Linked DNA regions of Zea mays: region 2 is linked to region 1. A link is a contact called in public Hi-C data. All regions are on one chromosome and are shown on one strand. The core of a region is the stretch at or near the end of the contact, and the rest is flanking DNA. Distances in the headings are between cores, read along the strand shown. Region 1 holds the start of LOC100285538 (ATP binding protein). Region 2 holds the start of LOC103637539 (Alpha/beta hydrolase related protein).

Region 1 (5,170 bases), core at 1,429-3,928:
TTGCTCAAATTTTTACTCGCTCTAACTTAGCCTTTTACAACCAGGATTAGGGATGAAAGTGGTAATCCGAACTGTTAGGACAAATTTAATATTTTAAAATAGATATGTATAAAATTTGATGTTGATCTTTTGTTATGTTATCAAGCACATTAGTACAAATATGAATAAAATATTACATACATTGTTTTATGTATTATTTGCTCCCTACAACACAAAAAGTTGAAAAAATTACCGGATTTATTTCCGAATCCATACCGAAATTTATATCTATTATCTAAGAAAATGTAGGATGAATTTGAGGTTTATATTTTATGAATCTTAACAAGCTGGATGTTAAAAACAAGAATACAAATTTGTATTGTATATTCTATATCCTATTTATTCGAAAAACGACTAAAAACTGGTTACCGAAAAAATACCGTTTCCGACCGTTTTCATCCCTAACCATGATGCATGGGAGATATCAAGTCAATCTAGATATAGAGCACTACAAAGCAATTAAGAAGACTCTAAGATATTTGCAAGAAGTAAAAGGCCTCATGCTTACATATAGAATATCTAGTTCCTTTGAGATAGTCAGTTATTCAAATGTCGACTGGGCAAGTTGTGTTGATACGTTAAAATTCACTTCTGGATATATCTTTACACTTGTTGGGCTATTTATTGGAAGGGATGTAAATAGATAGTCGTTTCATATCGATAATGCATGTTGAGTTTGTGGCAACATATGAGACCACTGGGAATGCAATGTGAGTAAAGAAATTTGTACCCAAATTAAGAGTGGTTGATAACGTAGAAGGACCACTGAGAATATACTATGACAATGAGCCAGCAATATTTTACTCCTACGACAAGTCAAGAGGGTCTACCAAGTACATTGACATCAAGTGTTATATTGTTAAGAAAAATATATAGGATCAAACTATTAAATTTGAGCATATAAGAACCCATCTGATGTTAGCGAATTCGATCACAAAAGATCTTCCACCTAGCGTGTTTAGAGAGCTCATAGTCGACATGGGATTAAAGGAAAACCTATGATTTTGAACCAGATGGTATTAGATAATCATCTCACAAGATTGAGAAAGTTACCATACCTTAAGGTTGAGGGGAATGTTATAGTCAATGAGTTCATTGACACATAATTGATCTTTGTAATGCATTGGGCTTAATGTGTCAACTTGTCAAAGGGTGGAATATAGAAAGTTAAAGAACAAGAAAGCCGAGAACAAAAGGGGAATGTTGGATATGACCTCGGGCTTGGTCAAAGGATTGGCTTAAGAACGAACTCGTGCCCTGATTAAAGGCACAATCCTATCCCACTAGTTGTGCCCCCTATCTTACAGTCACTATAAATATGAGGTAGGGGTCAACACATAAGCCAACACCTCCTGTTCTCCCATAAACCCTAGTCTCCACATACAATCGAGACATGAGCTCTCTATAGTGCCTATTGACCAGAATCACCAAACCCTAGCCATGCACCCGTAGAAACCAAAGTTCATATACTTCGCCCCAAGGCCCACTATGCAAGGATGAGTAGAACCAAACTAGGAAGCAGACGCTCAACTTCTAGATCTTACGGTGACCTCGACTGCCGCCGTCCACCTTGGGCCCGAAGGTATGCTACATATACTCCCTCACCCTCCTCCTCTACCTCTCATTAGTGTACAAGTTATGAACCTATTTGATCTACTAGATAGGACAAAGACGAGTTCAAAGGGAATCTACTAGTTCCTAAAGTCAAGAAAGGATATTCAGAATCATCAATCTTCAGAACCCAAATTACTTGTTAGATAATCAAGAATTGGGTGTCCTTTTTCAGCAATACAAATTTCTCTTCGCCATCAAATTAGAGGATCAAAGTACTTACTTAGAAGTTCATCACTTGCAACGAAGGAAACCAATACATCATCTTCAAGATTGGGAGGAACCTTAATCACACGCCTCACCTGTTAGTTAAGCAAGCTCATGTAGCCATGTCCTCTCTTTCTCCCTCATACTATATATTATGTTTAAATTCGACTCATTCCTCTCAGTGTCCCTTAACTTAAGGGAAGACTCTTCTCTGTGAACTAGGAGTCCTTCACTCCTATCACCTCATTATTTTTGAAATAAACTAAGTTTTTTCTTAAAAAGCAGGGGCATATTTAGGCGTAGGCATGGCCTAAATAGAACCTCTAGTACCCCTTAAAGCTTGACCTAAACTCGATCTGGCCTATGTGTGGCCCAGGCTAAGTACTGGTTGTTTGAACGCACTGAAGATAATAGTTAGTTAGCTAAAAAATGATATTGAAATTAGCTAGCTAACAAATAGCTAGATAACTATTAACTAATTTGCTAAAAATAGCTAATATCTGAACTATTAGCTAGACCGTTTAGATATCTCAGCTAATTTTAGCAGCTAAGTATTAGTTTTAGTATATTTAAACACCCTTTAGGGCTAGTTTAAAAATCTCATTTTTCTAAAAAATTTCTTTGTTTAGAGAGTATGAACTAATTTCTCTCGAGAAAATGTAAATATGTTGAAAAAATGGAGTTTCCAAACTTGTGCGTTTCAGCCCATCGAATTTCTTCGTATCTATCCCATTCCACTATTCCAGCATCGCCCTGGCGTGCGCGCACCACGCAGTCATCCTCGCTCGTGGGCCGTGGCGTCTGCCTGACTGCCTGTCTTGCAGTTGCAGACCGTCCAAAACCTGGTGGCCTAGTGGCGATCGGCGGCCGGAGCAGCTAAATCTACCGGCCCGGCGGCTGAATCGATCGGCGCAGCGACCAAATCTACGGCCGGCGGGCGGGAGGTGGTCCCCTGGAGGCCGGATCGGCAAGTGGGGACTTGGGGGCGTCGGGCTGCTGGTGGGGTTTCGCTGGAGGCTGCCGTCGTGGAGCACCGGCCACCGGGGCTGGCAGGCGGGCATCAGCGATGGAGTAAAGGGTGCAGCACGACAGCACGCCAGCGGCCAGCAGGGGGCACCGGGCAGGTGGGCAGCAGCAGGGGACAGGTAATACGATCGCCAATACGATTCCCCCACTTTGGGAACTGCAATCTCTATTTCGATCGTAAATTTCTCGTTTTTTGGGGATTTGTACAGCATAATTGGACAAGACATTGAAGTCAACTTTCTATCCTACTCCGATCTCCACATGTTTTACAACCAATGTAAAGCCAACCTTGTAGGCAAGAACCTGAAACAGTAGGCATAGAAGAACAACCAACGGTCTGGGAGTCGGGACAGGAGCTAGCAATGCAAAATGAGCGATTGACTAAATGGTTCATTTTACCCTTAGCTTTTATGAATTATCGGTATATGGGCTGGGTGGTTCAACAGAGCACCCAAACCCTAACGTAAGCTATGTGTGTTCGGGCCTGATCCAGTGTTATAATGATTCGGGCTGGTTGGTGCCTACTACGATTAGTCGCGATTAGTTGGTCCAATCAGTGCCATGGTAACTAGGATTGATTAGATAGTTTGATAACATTGGTCTGATCTAATTACATGTGTTATGCTGCTTGCTAACTTCGTTTTTTCTTTTGCAAAAAATATCCGGTATACGCCATCCACCCCTGGATGTATTTTCACTGAATTGGCTATCGTAGGCTGCAAGCAGAAATGGTAACTTGCTCTGAGTTAGAAGGTAGCTGATTGTTCAGCGTGGATAAATATTGTTTCTAACCAAATTAAGTTGCAGGACATTAAAGGTCTTGAGGCAGATAAACTGGAGTGCAGGCTCTATGTAGGGAACCTAGACTTCAGGATGTCAGAGTGAGTTACTTGTTTCTTGTATATCTATTTGCATGTTCTTTTCAAGGTTTGTCCTAGTGTTCTCCAAATTAATTAACATCGTTGTGTTAATTTTTCAGGTCCGATGTAATCAAGATGTTTTCCCCTTTTGGAAAGATTACAGCCGAGGATTTTCTGTGGCACACACGCGGTCCAAAGAGAGGCGAACCCCGGGGCTATGCCTTTGTTCAGTACACCACTAAAGAGGTAATTGTAGTATACATCTCCTGTGGCAAATGACAGTTGGTTATGGTATTCCCAGTTCTCACCTTTGGCACCTGATGTAAGCATTCAGGAAGCTCAGTTAGCAAAGGAGAAGATGAATGGAAAGTTAATCTGCGGACGCCCAATGGTAGTTCACCTTGCTAGTGAGAGAAGTTCTCTAGGCTCTTCAAGTTCACATAGAGCAGTCAAAGACAAGAAATTGGCAGGTGGTTCAGGTGCCAAATCACAATATACTGATACAGCTGCAAAGATAGCTGCTATAAAAAATAAGTTGAAATCTCTGGAGGATGGGGGATGTAGCACAAAAAAACCAAGACTTAATCCAGACAACTTGACAGAAATCAGGGAACAGTCTCATAAGAAGTTTTGAAGCGAGGATTTTTTTTCGTTCTCTGGAACATTGAGTGCTTTTGCCCTCTCATACTGGTGACACTTCTAAAGCTGCTGCTATTCTATAATTCTAGCTTCAGTTAGTCAAGTGAGTCACAAGTGTAGTGTTTCCACAGTGTATCAAATATGTACAATAGTTTGTACCGATCATCTTTTTCCTGAATGAATTGCCCTTTTGATGGGGGAATCATTGTGACTACATACTGTTTTGTTATTGACAACATATTCTCAGTGTGCCCCTGTTGAACATATGTTTCCTTAACTTAATTGTGTCGCATTAGTTTATCCACCTATACTTAAATCGCTGACCACACTTTTCTAGAAATACATCTTGTGTGCATAAAATTATTTTTATTTTTACTATTTTGGATTTAAACTAGACTCTAACATTTTGGAAACTTTCTATTATTTTGTTCTGTTCTGAAAGATTCTATTCTTGTTGGCGAAGTATTATATATTTATATTACCATTTTGTTTGTCATTCCACATAATGCAATATGATTCTACGGGTATGCCTCTAGGGTTTTATGTGCTTTCATGATTTTGTAAGAATATTCTTGCACAGGGAAGTTTTGTGAGAAACCAGTTCATCTGCACATGTCTACCTGCAAGTAGAACAAAACCCACAGCGATAATGTGAAAGCATGACAAAATCTAGCAGAGATCGAGTAATCATTTGCTTTCGCAATGCCCTGTTGGTGCTATAGTTCCTGACATGCATTAAATGCTCTGAGTTCCCTTGAATCAGTCTTGGTACTTGCTCGGTACATATT
Region 2 (5,170 bases), core at 915-3,414, 310 kb before region 1:
ACACTGTATTTCATGAGCTTGCTCTACAATAGAGCGATTATCAACCATCTTATAATCATGAAAGCTCTCCATGATATACAGGTCACTGCCAGCATCTGATGCACCATACTTAGTAGTAAGTGCATCCCACAACTCTTTTCCGTCTGTGTACTGCATATTCGCATCAACCAGACGGTCAACAAAGGCGCTAAGAACGGCTCCCGTGAACATAGTATTGGCATGGTCGTACTCTTTCTCCTATTCAGGAGTCAGTGGACCCTCAGGTCTGCCTTTACTAACATGGAAGACATTCATAGCAGTAAGCCAGAGCGTGGCCTTGACTTGCCATCTCTTAAAGTGCATTCCATTAAACTTTTCTGGCTTGAGCGCATCGGCAAAAGCAGTCATAGAAAAACTAGGAGATTGTCTACAATAAGGTTTTTGGATTGTTGAATAATTAGACAAATTCCAGTTTAAATTCCGAATATAAATCATGACCAAATCAGAAGAACTGAAATAACAAGCCAAATCAGATGATGCGTACTGATTAGACTTACTGATCGATGGTACGCGCCGGAATCAGCAGGGTCGACGATGTCGAAGTAGCGAAATCAGCAGGGTCGACGAGGTCAGCAGATCACGAGCAGTCGCGTGAAGACGCTTCCCAAAAACCTTATTCGCCCTCTCCCGGTGCAGGATCTAGAAGACGAAGGGTTCCAGAGACCTGCTCTCCTGATCGCAGATGCACCTCTGCGGTCGGGACGAAGGGAACTAAAAGGCGGCTCAGCTATGAAGAGAGGCGAAAGCGAACTGGGATCTGGGATGATTTGGAGGCTGGCTGCCGGGCTCCTTTTATAGGGCCGAGTCCGCGACCCCGTGCTTATCCGCCCACGAAAATCTCGCAAACAGTTGAGATTTTATAGCGATCGGTTAGGATAAGCGTAACAGCCAAGAAACCAAAAAATCAAACGGCAAAAGGTAGCCGCGCCCCCGCAAGGCGAGGGGCCGGATTTCGGCGGACCATTCACGCGCATGTCGTGCGCCCGCGGCCCTTCGCCCCGCCCCGCCCCGGCCCGCCGGGCCCGGCCAGGCCAGGCGAGCGAGCGCGCGCGCGTGTGGCTCTCCACACTCTCTCCTCTCATCCATGACTTGGTGAGTGAGTGTGACTTCCATATTTAAGTTAGCTCTACTCCACAAGAGCTAGCAATATGGTGCTATTGGATCCACCTATCCCTTTGTCATCCACTTATATGGGCTTTTGAGATTTTCCTGCGATTTATTAGAAATTCTTAATTGGGCCAAGCCCATAAATCCTAACACTAATAATCAAGCATGTGCGGCGGCGGCGGCGGCGGCGGCGTATATCCGATACATAACCCGAGGGACGAGGAGAGGCCGCCACGAGCATCGAGCACGTAGTACGTACTACACGGTACACCGAACCTAAATCCAAACGAACTCAACGGCAACTCCAACTCAGATCGTCATGCACGAGAACGCCGGGATTTATAAAACGCATCAGGGGCCTCGGCTAGTTGGCATATATAAAGGATTACTATACAGTTTGTTTTTTATTATTTGTCGCCACGTCTGTTATTATTCTCAATCGGGACAGCCAAAATGCAATCGGCTAGGATTGGATGGGTTGGCTAGCTAGTCCGGGGGTCCCCTACCAACAGCCTGATTGCTCACGTTTATTTATATAAGAAAATTGAACTGAAAGGAGGGCTCATTATACTATTAATCGAGTGGTTGGCCAGCAGCACAATTATTAATCGGCTGTGTCCAGGCGGTTAGCTGTTATCGGGAGCGCCACGCCGGGCGCGTCTGCCTCCACTTGGCCGATGGCTATCGGTTCCGAGTTGCGCAGACCCGCGCGCGCACCGTACCGGGGCTGCTGGGCGGCGCCGGCCGTGCCACTTGCGATTGCGAGGGGCAAAAACCCCCGGCGGCGTACACCCCCCTCTCGCCTCGCGTCGCGTCTTGCGTGCGCGCCATCTGGTGTTGGAGAGGCTTCGAGCCCCCCGCTGGCTGGCTTTGCCTCTCCTCCGGTCCCGCACGCCCCCGGCCCCCATATGTCCGCCAAGTGTTCGACCGCCGTCCCCGCTGTCAAGGCCGTGTTACGATCACCGTGCCACGCGTGAGCTATCGCGGTTCGTTTCCTTTCGGCCAAAGCGCGCGCGGCCGGTTCTATGGGCCCGATTTGCTCGTTATATTTTTGCTCGTCAGAACCGAGCGAACACTTGTACTAGTTACCGATACAAACCGAAATATTCGGGTACGAGTTCTTAAAAAAAAAGGTGGTCACACGACTACGAGTCGAAGACCTACCTACCCACGACGAGGCCACGACCAGACCACGAGTCCAACCAGAAAGGAAAATCAGGAACCTGTTCCGCCGTTCCGGTTCACACGCACTCTGCCGGGTGTCCGGGACATGAGAGCCAATCCGAGGCTTGCACCCACACCGAAGCTTCTGCGCGTACGTGGCGCGGCGTTTTAAGGCAGGGCCGGCGAGCAGTTGCTGCCTGGATGCCTGCTACTATACTACCGCGCGCGCGCAGGACAGGTCAAACCAAACCCGCGAGTCGCGACGCCGCACCCCCCGCCCCACGTCCCCCTCAACCGTCCGACGGCTTCAACGCGGCGAAGCAACCACAGACGAGCTGCTAGCTGCCTGGCCGCGTGTCCGCACCCGCACCCGCATCCGCTTCCCTTCCCATAAAAAAGACTCCGGCGCGCAGCCCCACCGCCTGATCACCGGGGTCGCCCGTTCGTCTTGTCTAGCGACCAGCGCGCCCAGGCCGCCCGGCCATGGAGAAGAAGCTGCTGCTGCCGCTGGCGGTGGCGCACAAGCACGCGCACGGAGGCGGCGGGGAGCGGCCGTGGGCGCGGCCGTGGCGGTGGGCCAAGACCGCCTTCTTCGTCGCGGCGATGCTGGCATCGCTCCTGCTCGTCTGCGCGCCGCCGCTGCTCGTCGTGCTCCTCGACCTCGCGCTCCCGCCGGCGCTCCTCCTCCGCGGCGGGGATGGCGGCGGCGGCTCGCTCGCGCTGGCGGTCGTGGCCCAGGCGCGGGCGTTCGACTTCCGCTCCTCGCTCGTCGACCTGCCCGCCGTCTCCGCGGCGCGCGCGCTGCTCATCCTCTGTCAGTATCCCGCCGCCGGCTCTCGGGTCCCTCCCTGCTCCCCTCGTAGCTCGGCTGTAATAACTGACCCGCTCCTCGTGTCGTGTCGCGGGCTCGCGGCACTATATCTATGGCAGGCGCGTACGTGGCGTGCGGCGGAGGCGGCGCGTACCTAGGGGTGGTGGTGGCGTGCGCGGCGGGGTCCGTGTGCTACGTGCTCGCCAAGGCCGCGGCCGTGCTGCCGCGCCGCGCCGCGGGTGGCGCTCGCGCCGTAGCCGCTGCCGGCGGCCCGGAGGCCATGCTCCTCCTCTCCCTGGCGCTCGCCGCCGCGCACCTCGCCGTGGCGTACCGGACCAGCTGCCGCGAGCGCCGCCGAATGCTCGTGTACAGGATCGACGTTGAAGGCGCCGTGAGTACCGACGCAACCAAATCTTACATGCATGCATGATCCCGCGCCGCGCCATACCTTCCGTGCTGCGAATTCCTCTGCCGGAAGCTTCACGTCTGCGCAACGCAATACAGCTCCTACTCCTAGATGCGAAAAACCTTTTTTTTTGTTTTATAAAAAAAAATCAGAGACTTTCTTCGCGCGTACCCGTTGCGCGGTTGCAGTGCAGCTAGGCGAGGCCCATGACGTTGAGCAAAGTGGGTGGCATGATTATTCTCAGGAATAATCCAGGCATTTTGTTGCGTTAAGACAGCCTCCTAGTTGCATCCTCATCCTGCCAGACTAGATATATAATCTACTGCATCTGCAACCACCTTAATAAAACTATCTAATTATTATTGCATCCAGATAAACGGACCATATATATATAAAAGAATTGTAATGTCTTGCTGACAAGAAAAGTTATGAGATCCTTTTGCTTTACTGAACTAGCTAACTTTCTCTATGCAGGTGAGGTTAAAAGGAGGCCATCAAACACCCAAAGGGCCCAAGCAGTAGTGTAGCGTCTGACACTCCGTTCCCATCATCACACACGTGCGTAGGCGCCCGAAAGATTGATTTCCATTTTAGGAGCAAATTTTGGTTGAGTTGTACGCTAAGATACATTTGTTACTCGTGTAAACTACTGTCACTGCCACAAGTGAACATACTGTAAGTACCAAACGGTCGTATGCTAGCTCATTATCAGCATTTTATTGCCCCGGCCTCCTGCAGCTGCGACGCAGACGCAGGACGAGCCGTGTTGGACGCCCGGTCGGCCTCCTGCAGTTTTTTTTTTTTTTTTTTGCGTGCGTGTATAGGTACAATCGCAGCTGCAGTTTACATGTGTCCCTTCTGGAAAAACGAGACTTGGACGTGTGTCCGAAGATACTAATCAGTAGCTGCACATAATAAAACGATGCAGGCTGTACCGACCCCGGCCGGTTCAGAGAAACTTCTTTTTTTTTTCGCCGAAGAATTTTCGCTTTTGGAAAGGAGACACGGTCAGGGTCAGTGCCGTTCTACCAGACGCCTCCTAACTTTTTCAGACCAAGCTACTCCAGGACAAAAATTAGACAAGACATCTGGTTCTGGGACCAGGAACCTTCTCGTTCTTCTTGACGCCAGAAACCAGGAGAAACGTCCTGCCCAGCTTTCGACGGACCGGTTTAAGAAGGTCGGCCCAAGCCCAACAGTGGCTAGGGCTTTGAAAGGATACTGTCCGCATTATTTGGCCCATTAATGTTTACACGGATGATCGGACACACCCCATATGCACTAGGAAGAAGCCCATTTAGATCCCTTCAACGTTGTTCATTTTCTTCTTCTTCTCCTAGATAGAAGTACGAAACTATATTTCCTTATCTTTAAAGCAGAACAGAAACGACACATATGAGTGTATCCACGTCGGCTGAAAACATTATAGTCGTTGGATCGTCGATCGTTGGTTCATTTTCCCTCGCCTGATTTCTCGTGCCCTCCTCGTTCTCGTCAGCTCTGGAGACTTCCACCCGCGGCTTACGCTCCTCGTCAGCCTGGAGACTTCCACACGCGGCTTACGCTCCTCGTCAGCCCTCGGCTCTCGTCCTCGGAGAACGCGCGCTCGTCCGGCTGCGGAGATGGAGCTGCAGCACCTCGTC

The links. Hi-C and Micro-C count contacts between places; a contact is called where the count stands out from the background.
Region 2: a contact with region 1 is called in a Hi-C map of leaf, with 7 times the contacts expected there. The contact joins the promoter of LOC103637539 here to the promoter of LOC100285538 in region 1. A contact is called at or near these places in 2 of 25 Hi-C or Micro-C datasets (leaf and tassel).

Annotation. Positions count from the first base shown.
Region 1 is chr1:83,535,018-83,540,187 of Zm-B73-REFERENCE-NAM-5.0, reverse strand. LOC100285538 (ATP binding protein) reads left to right here and starts at 2,678. Exons shown (of 5, transcript NM_001158429.1): 1 at 2,678-3,002; 2 at 3,599-3,614; 3 at 3,691-3,764; 4 at 3,863-3,989; 5 at 4,078-4,627. The coding sequence starts at 3,612. The coding sequence ends at 4,377.
Region 2 is chr1:83,841,640-83,846,809 of Zm-B73-REFERENCE-NAM-5.0, reverse strand. LOC103637539 (Alpha/beta hydrolase related protein) reads left to right here and starts at 2,164. Exons shown (of 3, transcript XM_008659708.4): 1 at 2,164-3,124; 2 at 3,241-3,512; 3 at 4,002-4,485. The coding sequence starts at 2,794. The coding sequence ends at 4,049.